Regions from separate parts of the Ovis aries genome. Here region 2 is linked to region 1. Evidence: chromatin contacts called from public Hi-C data. All regions are on one chromosome and are shown on one strand. The core of a region is the stretch at or near the end of the contact, and the rest is flanking DNA. Distances in the headings are between cores, read along the strand shown. Region 1 has its middle 100 kb from the start of SLC1A4. Region 2 overlaps SERTAD2 (SERTA domain containing 2).

The links. A called contact is a pair of places that touch in the nucleus more often than the background predicts.
Region 2: a contact with region 1 is called in a Hi-C map of liver, with 7 times the contacts expected there. The contact joins two enhancer-like sites. A contact is called at or near these places in 14 of 16 Hi-C or Micro-C datasets (blood, hypothalamus, liver and 7 more).

Annotation. Positions count from the first base shown.
Region 1 is chr3:43,432,151-43,439,692 of ARS-UI_Ramb_v3.0, reverse strand. It overlaps the pseudogene LOC101118177. Among named protein-coding and RNA genes, the nearest start is that of SLC1A4, 100 kb to the right of the region's middle. Within about 2 kb of position 2,707, at least 15 of the 54 cell types and tissues checked have an H3K27ac peak or open chromatin away from gene starts, as enhancers often do. A contact at or near this core is called in hypothalamus and liver, where this site is marked.
Region 2 is chr3:43,665,103-43,672,644 of ARS-UI_Ramb_v3.0, reverse strand. All of the region lies in intron 1 of SERTAD2 (SERTA domain containing 2), which reads right to left. Among named protein-coding and RNA genes, the nearest start is that of SERTAD2, 100 kb to the right of the region's middle. Within about 2 kb of position 4,659, at least 45 of the 54 cell types and tissues checked have an H3K27ac peak or open chromatin away from gene starts, as enhancers often do. A contact at or near this core is called in hypothalamus and liver, where this site is marked.

The DNA.
Region 1 (7,542 bases), core at 1,458-3,957:
ACCAGCTTCTGAACTTGGCCGGAGACGAACCGGTGCTCTGGAGCGGAAAGCTGCGGGCTGGTGGGTTGCTGGCGAGAGCATTTACAGGGCCGAGGTTCGGTGGGTTTGTGTCCACGTGCCTCTGCCCTAACCGGCGAGCAGCGTCCGGAGAGCCCCTGCTGGCTGCTCTGCCCTGGTCCCAGAGGCTTCTGGAACAAAACTGCATTTCGTGTAAAACCCCTTTTGCTTATTCTGGAACTAAAGTATGCATTTTTGTTGTTGTTGTTCTTGAGTTTTTCACGTAGAAGAGATACCGGGTAAATTGGAAACATGTTGGGAAAGGAGTGAGCAATCAATGCTGGCATTTAAACAACACAAAATTGCCCTCGCCAGGCCACACGCCCAGGCGGCCGCGGCGCTCCCGGCGACAGAGCAGCGCCCTCTGGTGGCCGTGCGGTGTGTGTGTGTGGGGGGATCGGTCGCCCCCACCCCCAGGCTCCGAGGCCGGGCGGTCTCGAGAGCGGCTTCCCCAAGTCTGGGAAACACTGGGGCAACTTGGCAGGAAGGGAATTCAAGGTGAGCGTCGCCAGGGTGCTGGGAAATGCTTTTTGTGGTTTCAGGCTTGGGCCCAGGCCCAGAGCCCCGGGAAGGGTCTAACTTAAAAGAAAAACTCTTGTCCCATTCTCAAAGGCTGCTTGAAATTGTATGGATACAGCACCATCCCTTACCTGAAAGATTTGATTCTTTTTAAAATCCTCAAAGCGTTCGAGAAGGGTGATTTTTAAAACGTGGGCAAGTGAAATCACCACTATCATCACCAAAAAGCGTGATTACACCATAATATGTAGATTTTACATGCTGGTGACATTTACCAAGTATCATTAAATCCTTTTTCCCCTGCTTTAATCCCAGGGGCATCCTTTTGTAGTCTGAACAGCAGTGTTCTTTTAGCCCCCGCCTCCTCTCAGTGGCCATTCCCTCTATTGCAGTTTGCCCCAAGTTTTCTTGTTCCTTGTATGAATACATCCTAAAGGTTTTTCCCCTTTTCTTGCTTTTCCTTATTCTTGTATCTGCTGCTTGTGGTTAGGCTCACACAGTTTATTGTCTGGATCAGAGCTACTTTCACGGGAACAGCCGGAGCTTGGCGTCGGTGGTGCCCAGAATACCAGGTTCACAGACTGCCTTGGGTTCTCTCTGCCCTACAGCAACACCAGCATGTCTGCCAAGAGGTGGCCGCCTCACGCTGACTGCAGACATGCCCACCCCCTTCACCCCCGCACACATACACACACAGGAGCAGACCACTGCTTCAGCTTCCTGTCTCTCTGGAGTTTCTCTCCGGAGAGTTTGGCCCCTCCCCTGCCTGGGGGAAGCCAGAAGAGGTGAGGGTGCTGGGTTTCTGAGGAGCCAGGCAGGTGCTCCCCTGCCCCGCTCCCTTTCCTCCGAATCTCTTTTCCCTGCCTGAGGGGTTTCCACTTACCTATACTATCTGGTGGGAATTCCTCCAACTTCATACCTTCCTTCTCTTTGGGGTATTTTCTGCTGTATCTATTGCTACACACAAGCCACCCAGTGGCTGAAAACAAGAAACGTGTACTTATTAGCTCCTGCCTCTGTGGGTCAGTGGGGGCAGTGTCCAGCCTGGCTCTGCTGGGCCTGGGCCTGTGTCTGTGGTGAGCCGGCAGGTCGCTGGATGGCGTAGGACAGCCTCATCCGCTCATCAGGTGGTTAGCAGGCTGTCAGCTGTGGTGAAAGGGTGACAGGGTGACGGGCCAAGTACCTCTCACCCAGCAGGGGAGCCTGCCCCAGACTTCTTGCTGTAGTGGCGAGGTTCCACGGACAGGGAGAGCAGAAGCCACAAGGCTTCTGGAGGCCTGGGCTGGGAACCAGCCCGTCTCCTGTGGCCACATTCTCTTGGTCAAAGTGAGTCAGGAGGCCAGCCCTAACTTGAGAAGTGGGGAACGGACTTCAGCTCCTGGTGGAGGGAGTGCAAAGTATTGTCGTCATTTTTGCACACACTGGCCCTCTTCTTCCCTGGGCACACTACCCGTAAGTAAACACGTCAAGATACTAAATCCCTTCTCCGCCCCCAGGACATTCAACAGAGCACAGCTGAAGCACACAAGCCAGCCGTCAACGTGCCTGGGTTCAGATCTTGGCTCCACATTTATCAGAGGCTGACCCGAGAAAGTTGCCTTACCTCGGTTTCCTAATCCGTAAAAGTGGGAGTTGTTGTAAATATTAAATAAGTTAATCCACGTTAAGTACTTACACGGTGTCTGGCACACGGTAAGTGTCCAATAAATATCAGTTATCGTGCCATGAGGGGACGGCTGGCTGCCCACCAGGACTGCTGAGGCCACCAGCGCCGTCTTCCACAGCTGCCCCAAAGCCCCTCCCAACACGACTGACCCCAGGGGGGGCCCCAGCTGCCAGCTCTGCTGACGACACCTGGTGTTTTCAGGGCTCCACTGAGGTGCCAGGGAAACGGCCCTGTCCGTTTTTACCAGCCCCTTCAGTGAAGCCTGTCTCTGTAGAGCTGTTACAAAAAGGGCTCTGAAGTCAGACAGAGCTGCGGTTTGCTTCCAGCGTCTCTTCCTGAGGCATTTAGCAAGCTGATTCATCTCTCTGAGTTTCAGTTTCTTCGTCTGTAAAATGGAGACAACAGCACTGCCTCCTACAGAGCACGCGGAGCATAATATGAAGAACGGAAGAGCCTACGCTCACAAAGATGCTGGCACTCCAGGACACAGAAGCGTGCTGTCCTTGAAACTGCCCCTCCTGTAGGTGCTGAGAAGTTGCCACGGGTGAATCCTTTTTCCCAGAAATATCCTTAGTCACTCCTTGCACCCTCCCCCACTCAGTGCATGGAGATGGGCCAGGATCCTGGGGAGCAGGCCGAGCTCTCCCCAAAGCTGTTGGTTTAGCATTGTCTCTCCTCTCCACTCCCTGAGGCCTGACCCATGTTCCACTTTCAGCTTAGTATCTCTAACACCTAGCAGACAACTCGGAGTGGTCTGATGAAAGAAAGGGGCTTCCCTGACAGCTCAGATGGTAAAGAATCTGCCTGCAAAGCACAAGACCTGGGTTCGATCCCTGGGTCAGAAAGATCCCCTGGAGCAGGGAATGACTACCCACCCCAGTATTCTTGCCTAGAGAATTCCATGGACAGAGGAGCCTGGCGGGCTATAGTCCATGCAGTCTCAAAGAAAAGAAAGACGACATGGAGGAGGGTGTAGGAAAGGAAAGACTTTTTCCTCTGTTCTCCTAGGTTCCACAGCTGGGTCTATGAGATCAATTTACAACAAGCAGATTAACAAGAGGAAGTGAAAGTTGCTCAGTCCTGTCTGACTTTTTGTGACCCCAAGGACTATAGCCTGCCAGGCTCCTCTGTCCATGGAATTCTCCAGGCCAGAAGACTGGAGTGGGTAGGCATTCCCTTCTCCAGGGGGATCATCCCAAGCTGGGGATCGAACCCAGGTCTCCCGCATTGCAGATGAATTCTTGCAATCAGTTGCAGGGAAGCCCAACAAGAGGAACGGTATACACATTTCTTGACTTTTAACATGACATCAACAGGGATATCACAGGAAAAAAGAAAACCTAGAAAAGAGATAGATTTGAGAGTTTATCTACCTTCTTAATAGGGAAGGGGCAATTGAGGAGAAAGGTGGATGGGCCTTTGAAGAACAGATGGGAGATGTGATAGTTTCTGACGTTTGTCTCAGTGTGGGGTGGACTTCCAGTGTCCTCTGCTGTGACCATCTTCCCTGTTGGTGAAACTCCCCGGGAAGGGATTTATGACAGTTAAGTTCCTTCTGGAGGGTCTGTCTTAGGCAGATAAAGAGGAGTTTGGAGAAAGCTTCTCCCTGCCTTTGCTGTTTTTTAAGTGCCTTCAGCTCAAGATAATCAAAATAACAAAGTGGCATCTTTGAATTTCACTTTGAGGGCTTTTGACAGTTTTTCTTTTCCTTGGATGAAACCAAGGTGTTCAACATGCTGATTTGATACTTACATATTACAAAACCATTGCCATCACAGCATTAGTTAATATTTCCATCATATCTCATAATTAACATTTCTTTTTTTGTGTGGTGATGGGACTAAAATATCCTCTACAGAGCTGGAGAAGGTGGGAGTGGGGCCCCTGGTATGAAGAAAGCTGAGTTCATAAATCTGTCCCCCTATTTTTCCTGCCTGTTGCACCTTTAGCCTGGTTCTTTGGAAAGATGGATGTGTATACATATAGACATAGGTGCAGAGTAGACGGATGGTTGTCCAGTGTGGTGAAGGGAGCCAGTGGCACTTGAGAAGGGAGCGGTTGGAGTTTGAGAAGACTAGGATCTTCTTGGAATTCACCTTTCTGGGATTGGGGGGCGGGGAGACTGTCACCTTCAAATCAAATGATTTATAAACTCTGGATTATAAATTTCCATTCCCAAGAAGGGATCTGATTGTTCAAAGGATAAGGGAAGTAAGGCAAAGGTTGTGCTGATTCTGAGTTGGGCCCTAAAATCTCTTTCTGACACTCAGACTAAGCCCTCGAGACAAAGGCTGGTCCGGGGCCACTTACAGCAGTGTGAACTGAGTTGCTTGTTCAGAACTTGTTCCGGGCCCATCCCAGGTCTACCCCATCTCCAGTTACTGGACTCTCTAGGGATCGAGCTGGGGAGCTCCCTTGTGGTCCAGTGACTAAGACTCTGCCCCACTGCCAATGCAGGGCGCCCAGGTTCAATCCCTGGTCAGGGAACTGGATCCCACATGCTGCAACTAAGACCCAGCAGAGCTAAAAGTGAAGTTGCTCAGTTGTGTTCGATTCTTTGCGACCCCATGGACTGTAGGATATGAGGTTCCTAAATAAATGAATAAATGCCCCAAGTGATCCCAAGCTGCCTAAGGACGGAGGGCCTCTGTAGGATAGGTAGATGGCGATAGAGGAGGCAGCGGCTCCTAAACCTGGCAGCTCAAGAGTGCACCTGGAGCTTTAAGAGCTAGCCTCCACCCCAATGATGTGAGGTGGGCCCAGGAATCAGTATTCCTTTGCCATTTCTCCAGTGATTATGGTTGTCACCCTGGTTAGACGTCCCTGGAGGGAACTAACTGAAAGGAGCTTTCCTCATCTGTTACTTGATTCTGAAAGTCTCCCCACATAGCTTCTTCACTGAGACTGGGGCATTCCACACCGACCCCAGGGCAGGCCTAGGGCACGGAGATGTTGGGGCTGCTGTGGTGGTGTTCCCCCCTCCCCCAGCTTTATCGAGATAGAATGACATATAACATTGTGGAAGTTAAAGGTATTCAACATGCTGATTTGATATTTACATATTACAAAACCATTACCATCAGAGCATTAGTTAATATTTCCATCATATCTCATAATTAGCATTTCTTTTTTTGTGGTGAGAACGTTTAGGATCTACTCTCTTAGCAACTTTCAAGTATACAATATGGTATTATTAACTGTAGTCTATACATAAGATTATTGCTATACATTAGATTCCCCAGAACTTATTCATCTTATAACTGGAAGTTTGTCCCCTTGGATCAACATCACCCCATCTCCCCCCACCTTCCAACCGCAGCCCCTGGAAATACCATTTTACCCTCTGTTTCTAGACATTTGGCTTTTTTAGATTCCACATATTTAAGTGATAACATCTGGTATCTGTCTCTCTGTCTGATGCCCTCAAGGCCCATCCCTGTTGTTGCAAATGGCTGCATAGTAGTCCATTGTCTATATGCGCCACATTATTCGCTCGTCTGTTGACAAACACATGGGCTGTTTCCGTATCATGGCTGTTGTGACCAAGGCTAATGAACACGGGAATGCAGGCATTTCTTCAAGATCCTCTTTTCATATTCTCTGGATATATACTCAGAAGTAGGATTGTTGGATCATACGGTAGTTTTATTTTTAATTTTTTGAGGAGCATCCATACTGTCTTCCATAGTGGCTACACCAATCTGCATTCCCACTCACAATGCACAAGGGTTTCCTTTTTTATTTAAATACTTACACAAAATATTCTAGATACTGAGTTTTCATTCTCATCTTCCTCCTCATCTTCATCTAGAGTAATCTGGAAGTAACACAAATCGTAACTTTCTTTGCTGTTAGCAACTCTGTGTAACCAATCACTTAGATTATTCTTCAAATATTTTTTGCTAAAGAATTCCATGGACAGAAGAGCCTGGCGGATGCAAAGAATCAGACAGGACTGACAGACCAACACTTTCACTTTTAAGATATTTCAAATACCTTTTGGAAAAAGGCACAGCATAAGTCACAGTGATCTTGCTTTTGCTTCTTTCGACTGATATGATTGCTGCCCAGACTGCCAGCTTTTCCATTCACTTTGATTCTCTCCTGAAGAAACTGCTCAAAATTGGTGGCATCTATGATTCCATCTTCTGCAGGAAGGGTACAGTTCAGACTAAACTGCAGGACCTGCTGTTTTTTTTTGCACCCCCCCCCCCACCCCCAACAAACTTTTTTACAGGCACCATGATGGCAGCGGAGGCAGAAGGGGAGGTGGGTGAACTAGGCAGGCGCAGAAAGCCGCAGCCATCTCTTATCTTTTTGACTATAGAGGTTCTAACAAGTGTGAGGTGAGTGGGACCAAAAATATTTGAAATATTTTTGGATTGATAAGAACCCCCAAATGGGTTCAGAGTTAGCAGAGTATCTGAATCAGGAAAACGATCAATTTTCTCATATGCTTTTGACCTCACAGAGGGGGTCTGGCCACCCCCTGCAGTTGAGAACAGCAGACAGTGAATAGCCAGCTGCAACAGAGTTCTGACTCTCGCATGACACACTAGCGTCTACACCGACTAAGACTCTGCTTTCTGGTACCACAGGCCGCATCTTTCCAGTGGGTGAACTTTAAGGCAAGCTGGCCGTTAGCCGTCAGCCTGCACCTAAGACAACCTTTCTTTTACAAAAAGCCTCCCAATTCTTATTCAAAAATTACACTGTAGTTAATTTATACTTAATATCAAAACGGGAGGTCTGCAAAATGAAAACTTTTCACAGCAAGATGTTATTTGCCCTTTTCACTCTCATTTTCTCATGAATGTATAAAGCTATGTGCTTTGGGAAAACTCAGTCTGCTAGTGAGTCCAGAAGCAGATAAGAGACACCATCTGTCTTTTATTAAGCTAAACATTTTAAAAAATTGCAGGAATGTAAAATGGTGCCATACTTCTCACTTTTTTGTGTGTGAAAATACAGGTGTTTCTTAAAAATATATGGTAAGGTAGTGGATTTATTATTGCAATTTAAAGTAAATACTTTAAAATTTTCAGTTTAATTTCTAATATGGTATACAGAACACTCTTTGAGGCTCTCAGTAATGTTAAGAGCATAAAGGGGTCCTGAGATTGAGAAGTTTGAGACCCAGTCTTCTTTCTTGCCCAAATCGTAGATTGTCTACCCCAAAGTTTTCAAGTGTACAAGCTCCGCCTGCGGTTAGGTTCCACCGCGGTGAAGATCTGACATCTCATCCAGGGGGCTCAAATCTCCCCACAGCCTGAGCACCCCCACGCCTCATGCCCCCTTCC
Region 2 (7,542 bases), core at 3,410-5,909, 230 kb before region 1:
AAATTTGAAAAAAAAAAAAAAGTTTTCCCAAAGTTTGCTTAACACCCTGTTGAGAGTTCTGTCTGCCCACGTTCAGAAGAGGCCTCCAACTCCTGGAAGTGGGAGGGAAGTGAGAAGGACCTTCACTCGGAGCTGTGTGAACACGGAGCAGACACGATTCAAAGACAAGACAAGCCTCTCAAAAACACAAGGGCCAGGCTGCCCAAAGCCTTTCCTCAGGCACTTCAAGACAACAGCAGTAGCTCTCCAGGCCACTGGAGAGGCACGTGACCTTTTAAAAGGCCCCACTTGGCTGCAGAGTGAAGATGGAGCAGTAGCTGGAGGTCATTAAGGGCTTCAAGGTAACAGGGGTGGGGGTGCGGGGCTGGCAGGAGGTGTGTGATGTTCCTGCATGAGAGGCCCCTTGGAGTGGAACTGGACACCGGAGGGTAGCCTGAAGTCCCTGAGAGACAACTTGGTTTCCAGGCTACCTGGAGGCTCAGCACCTCACTTTGCCCCCTCCCTCGACTTGTGAAGACCCAGGCCCAAAGCCCATGTCTTCTATCCAGTCTTTCAGTCGAAAGCCCAAAGTGGCTGGCTAGAGACTCTGACATGGAGGAGTGAGGTGGGTGCTCCCTCCCTTTCCTGTCCACCTAGAGGAGTCTAAAACTAACCACAGTCACTCTTTTTATTGAATATTCACTGGCTTTTAATATACAGTTCAAGATAAAATACCTTCCCTCCCCAATAAGCTTGTTAGAAACAAACCCCTAACATTCTGATTTGCTTAACATAAATTTTGGCAAGTATTAACTGCAGCAATCTAAGTTTTGAAAAGAGAGAACAAAAACTCATAGGAAGGAATACAAATGAACACTTCTCTGCGGGAGTTTTCCAGGAAGTTTAATAGTGAATAAAACTCTCCAGATATCAAACCTGGCTTTCAGTGGAGCCACTTTCACTAGAAAGGACCCTGCCCTCAAGTGCTACAAATCTGCCCAGGGCAGGTGGTCAACAGTAATTTCACTAGGCGATTCCTCAGAAGAGAAAGAACCAGAGAAGCAGGAAAAGATATTATTTGGGGGTTTGCAATTCCAGATTCTAATGGCTCCCACAGTCAGGAGTCAGAGATCAGTACAGACTAGGTGACTGGAGGGAGACTTCCAGAGATAGGATTTGAGGTTTATATTTAAGGCAGGATTGCCTCTCAGTGTACATGTCCCACCCCAGACGGTAAGCTGTCTGAGGGTTTTAGACAGTTCTGTTCATCTCTGTATCCTCAGGGTAAGGCAGTCCCTGACACACAGAAGATGCTTCAGAAATAGCGGCTGGATGAATAGTAAATGGAAAGAATGAGAAAAGACATTGAGGGATAGCCAGAGAAGGACTGTAAAACAAAAACAGAGATGTGTCTTTGGCTCTGAGTGTAAACTTGGCGTGAAGGGAGGGTATGACCAAGGGGAAGGCTGAACGAACCTCAGAGGGCACAGCTGTACAGGGCAGGTGTTAAGTAAGGAGATCTGTCGGGACCTGAGGCACTGAGGGTGGGCAGTGCCCACCTGCATTCAGAAAGATGTGCGTGCCTCTCTCATTCTTCAGTTGTCAAACTTGAGTGAGCATCAGATTCACAAAGGGGGCCTGGTAAAAGAATGCTCCCCCCACCCCCCATTGTCCCAGATTCTCATTCATTTGGTCTGGTGTGGAGGACCGAGATCTATATTTTCAGCAAGTTTCCAGGTGATGCTGGTCTAGGGACCTCATTTTGACAACCACGACTTCCTTTTTCCCCCATCCAGCTATTTCATATTTAAGCCTGAGAATACCTTTACTCAATTAAATCTGAGTCTAAACTGCTTCCCTATTTGTGCCTAAACAGATAAGGAAACAGAATGAGTAGCTTTCTGATGGCAACAGACATCAAAAAAGAAAGACTACATGCAGAAGTAAGATGTCCTAAGCTCAATTTTAATGATAAAACTCAATTTCTCAGACTGATACATGCAATACCACCAGCTCACTGGGGCCTAGGTTCTTCTTGCTGTGATCAGAGTGAATGGTAGTGAGGCCCAGTGTCCAAAGAGAAACTGAAATAGTACCCATGTGCTAAAAGGAGCATTTCATAGCTTTTATATTTTTAAAGCACTACAGGAAAAAGATGCAAACATTTAAAAGAAAAAAAGAAAAAAAAACAAGCAATGAAAATAGTTCTCTTAAACTCAGTGTTTTTTCAATTATTTTAAAGCTATGTCTTAGAAAAACTGTTTACAACACTGTCCTTTAATATTATTTGAACTGTCAAAATAAATGTTATGATTTTCTTTTTCCCCTCCTTTTTTTTGTTATTTTGATAATACAAACACTTATGTCGAGGGCTGACTTTCAATAGCTCGCAGCAAGAGAGCTGCTTTGCTCCATACAAAACCCCAGCCCAAAAGGCTGTCTACAAATGGCTGAGCACCAGGTTCCCCACGAACTAATTAGGATTTTAAAATTAACAATATTAAATCCACTTTTGCAAACCACCACTTCTGTCATCCCCACTAACAACAACAAAACCCACTGTTTTAACCTGCAGCCTGCTGTGGCCACTAGTGCTTCCTAGAGGCCCAGAGCCTGGGGGCCGCTGACTTGATAGGAGCACGGAGGGGCTGTGCGCGACCCCTGAGGGCAGCATCATCGCCGGGGCTTATGAGAGGCCCAAACTGGGAGCCTGCCCCAGCCCACCATGGGGGCTGGCTTTCTTAGTAGGGGGGGGCGGGGTCAAAAAAAGATGCAAAAGACTTTAACTCAGTTTAGCCCCCCAAACAGAAGGAAAACCCTCCAGAAGGAAAATCCTACTCAGTATCCAAGGGAATAAATGCTGCAAAAGGTGTTTTAAAAGAAGGTCAGGATTGATAGCTTAGTTCCAATTTCTGAAGGGAGGAAATCACTGGGGAAGCTAAGACTGACCATATGATCAAAGAGGCAGCCAGGAGGGGCAGCAAGCGGCCAGCACACCAGGGCAGACGTGGAAACAGCTCCCAGCTCCGCACCACCCGATGCTCACAAACACTCGTTTGTCCACACACAGAGGCAGGGCACACGGGGGAATCCTGAAATTTATTACTTTAAAACACCTCAAGGCTGGATGGTTTGCACCTTGTGTACATTTTCAAGAGCTTGTTCCAATTTCCTTTTGGACCAGTAAGTGACAAGTAGAAAGCCAGGGTGTTCCTTTCTCAGGAGTGTAGCGGGCTTCACGAGTAAGTGACATGTCTCAACAGTCAGTTTACAGGGCACAGCTCAGTCCTGGTGTCTGCCATCAGGGGAGGGTAGTTCCTAGTGGGGCCCTGGGCTCCCCGGGAGCGTGTCTCACTCTACGTCCTCACCAGGCTGAAGAGGCTGGCGTCTGCTGTTCGATGAGCCGCTGGCCTGCTATGCCTGTGTCACTAGTTAACAGCTCTCAAGTGAAAGGCTCAGTCCCGGGTCTCCCCAACCACACCGTCCTGTGTGACTGCTGGTGACTACGGGCTGCTGAAGGGTCCAGCAGTGCCCATGCTAACACTAAAAACCATAAAAACGAGGCGTTCACAGTAACGCTAATGACTCAGAATGATAACTTTCCCTCACAGAGCTACCCAGTTTGAAGAAAAAAGAAGCTATGATGTGTGACGAGTGTCTTCAAGCAGGCTAGCAGAAGCTATTTCCTCATTCAGACATCCTGAGCCGCCAAACCCAAAGTTAAAGTCCTGTAAATGGAAACACGCGCACACTTTCAGTTTCTTTCGGGGGCAGTGGAAGAAGAAAGAAGTTGCCCCTGGCAAAACTACTGAGTGGGCTGACAGTCTCTCCAGAGCAGGAGAGAGGCTGGCTACAAATGCCGGTGAGACAACTTCTGAAACACAGAATATTCTCATCTCTCCCCTCTGACGCCTGCCTCAGGGTATGCTTTGGGTCCTGCTCTTGAGGTGGTCCAAGTGGAGAGCCCCTGCTCCTGACCAGGACGCCTGCCACCAGCCTCCGGCGAACTCTGGGAAGAGCTCTTTTGTCAGCTGGTCACACAGCACCTCCCGGGCAGGAAGGAGAGGCCCCCTCCTTGTTCCACAGGGGAAGCCAGGTTCCCTTAGACAACTTTCTATACTGCTAAAATATTACACCTTAATAAACATCCAACATTCAGGAATCTGATAATGGCTATGCTTTTGACATCCTTCCTCCCCCAGGTAACAGCAGAAGCCACGGGGTGGGGGTTGGGGGACACGACTTAGGACACCCTGAAGGGACATGGGCGGGGGGATGCTGGCAGATCTGGGAGAGAGCTGACAGAAAGTGGGGTACTCCCAAAGCCAGTGCTCTGGGACAACCTAGAGGGATAGTGGGTAGGGAAGTGGGAGAGGGGGTTCAGGATGGGGGGAACACATATGTATACCCATGGTTGATTCATGTTGATGTATGGCAAAAAGCATCACAATATTGTAATTATCCTCCAATTAAAATAAATTAATTTTAAAAAGAAAGTGGGGTGCCTGCAAGGATCTGCCAGCGGGGGTGTTCCATGCACTGTGACCCGTGCAGTTCCCCAGTTCCTGGGGGTGAGCCTCCGGGAGGCCATGCGGGGGTCAGCACTCCCCGAGGCTGCCTGCAGACCCCAAAGCGACTGCTTCCGGCCTCCGGGAATGGCAGAAACACGGGCAAAATTCCAACAGGGAGAAAGCCTCTGCGTGTTTACTCCCAGAAGACAAGGGAGGGTGAGTAACTGAACCCCTAAAGCTGCCCCTATCGGGGAAGTTTTCTTTTTTCTTTTTCTTTTTTTAAGCCCAAGCTCATCCAGGATGAGGTCCCTGCAGTAACATCCATGCTAATTGCTAAGTAAGACAAAGCCTTCCCTAACAAATCAGCAATGTAATTATGAAGCCAGTCACTAGATCTAGCCAGTTAGGCGCGCTCGGCGCGGCTCCGAGGCTGTAACCCGACACCACTGTTTGCGGAGGCGCCTCCCCGGGCTCTCCTGGCGGCGCTCTCTGCCGCGGGTAGCGCGCGGCCGCGCATCCGCGATCAGACTCCAGTCGGACGGGTCCCGCAGCGAACAATCCCCGGGCTTTCTCGACAGCGTCTTAAAGCCTGGAGACAAACCGAAATTCGGCCAGGAAGTCAACCTCGAAGTCAACAGCTTTTACTGTTTGGGGATGTAAGAAACTCTTGCCTTCCCTCCTAGGACTTTTATCTACTTCTATGAAATTGCAGACGGTTTCTGACTGGTTTGTCAAACATAACCTTTCCTCTTGGAAAAAGAAAAGGACATTCTCAAATGTTGATAACTGCATTTAGCAAACAAATCCTGCGAGATAATATTTCAAGTGAATATTTCTTAGGAATAAATTATGGCCTTGTTAATAAACATTGTAAAGAAACAGGTTTTTTAGACTGTAACTGTTAAGTAATAGAAAATATTTCTAATATCCTGTCTTACTGGTTCCTCAGCCAGCTGGGAACTTTAGGTTTCAGACCTAACTCTTAGGAAGCTAGGGACATCAGTCACCTTCCAAAGATACTGAGGATGTTTACAATCCTTAGTTTACGTAACAATTTTGACTAAAAGCACTGCACACCTAAAGCAAAAGACTGAGCCGAATTATACAGTTTCTAAATTTAAGATAAGCAAAAAAAAAAAAAAAAAAAGATTCTAAGCCTGGAATAGGCTTTAAAATACTCTAGAAAAAAAAAGACCATGAAGATGAAACAAGACTGACAAAATATTGATGACTGTTAAAGCCCAATGATGAGCACAAGGGGATGCACTGTACTCTCTCTATTTTTGAGTGTGTTTGGAATTTTCCATAAGAAAAAGGTAAAACATGTACACACACATCAATACATATTTTTTAAATTCTACAAATTTAGAAAAAGTCAAACAAACACAATGAACTATTTACACCCTCAGTGAGAACTATGATATTAACTTGATAGGCTATTTTACTCAGAAAACGCTATAAATGCTCTTTGTAAACAAGCATGCCCACTGCAAGTTGGAGCTCCTCTTGAGCTTTGAGAGTATCACATCTAACCACAAGGGGGCGCAGGAGAGCAACAGGCACTCCTGAATTCTGATTATTCACCACAATTTCTATCTACAGATCTCAAAGTATACACATTTCCAAGACTGTTCCCTAATTCAGGTCTCCATAGGACACTGCTTGGCAAGCCAAGAGCCCTGCCAAGACCACACTATATTATGCTATGGTTCAAAATCTGGAAATATTGTATAAAGAAAAGGTTGTTGTCTGTATATAAGTAACACTGATGTTTCAAAATCCATGACTAAAATCCCTGGAGGATTCCTGAAGCAAGAACACACACAACAAACATACAACCTGAGTCATAAGATGTGGACTGGGAGAATCCAGTAGTTCAGAATTTCCAGTGGGGGTCCTAAAGTGATCTCCAACCACACAATGAGTATCAAGGTTAGCAGTAGGAATTTTACTAGGATAGAAAAGCCTTCAACAATCCAATTGCTTTGTAATAACAGGAAATTGCCTCCACACTGAACAGAAATGGCTTCTGGCAGTTTTTTGGGAAAACTTCATAAAGAATATTGGGGAGGAGCCGTTAAATTGTAAAACACTGGTAACCTTAGAGAGATCATGAAGCAAGTTGATTATATAACTTGCTGGAATTCTCCCTATGGAAATTACAAATTACACCACTGTTTGAGGTATTGAAGTTCTATGGTATTGTATGTTCATAAGAGACGAACTATTATCACCAATCTTTCCACAGGAAACTTGGTAAATATGAACCATTATAATATTATTTTTATAAATATTATTATAGACATTAAAAATTATGATGCTATTCCACACTAATTTATTGTTAGGAACTCAGCTTTAGCATGCTGAATCTAAAGCCTCATTACCATTAAGGGAAGGACTTCTTAGATTTGAATTTCTTTCCCTTAAGATTATATGCCAGTAAAGGCCAACCAGCCTTGTCCCACCCCCATTCCCCTGCATAATGAAAACATTTTTTTCTCCAGTACTTATAATTGCTTGGATGGGATTCTGGTTTCAACTCTCCTGTACTATCTTTTCCCCAAAGATACCTTGTTTTTCTGCTCACACTAGAGACCCTTAATAAACAATGTCAGAGGGGAAAAGGCTTAGGGTTGAAACCAAATACTTTGCCAAAAGTATGTGATGGTGTTTTTTTTTTTTTTTAAAAGAAGGCCTTCAGATACATAAAACAGTCGCACCAACACAGGTAAACATAATTTGCTAAAACAAATCTGTGAAAATAAAATTTCATCTTAATTAAAACAAAACATTACTACCTTCTAGGTTTTGTTAGCCAACTAACTTGTCACTGAATAAAACTAACAAAAACTAAGTATGCTACATTAGGGAGTGTTTTTATAAAAGTGTTTTTAAGGGGTATTATTAATTTTTAATCTCCTCTATTTTAAAATTGGTAATGCTTCAATACTGTGAAAAATCACTTAAAAGAAGACATACTTTATATTCCTCAAAAATACAGAACTTACTTTATCTTCTAACTTCTACATGCAATCTAAAGAGAAAAACCAGA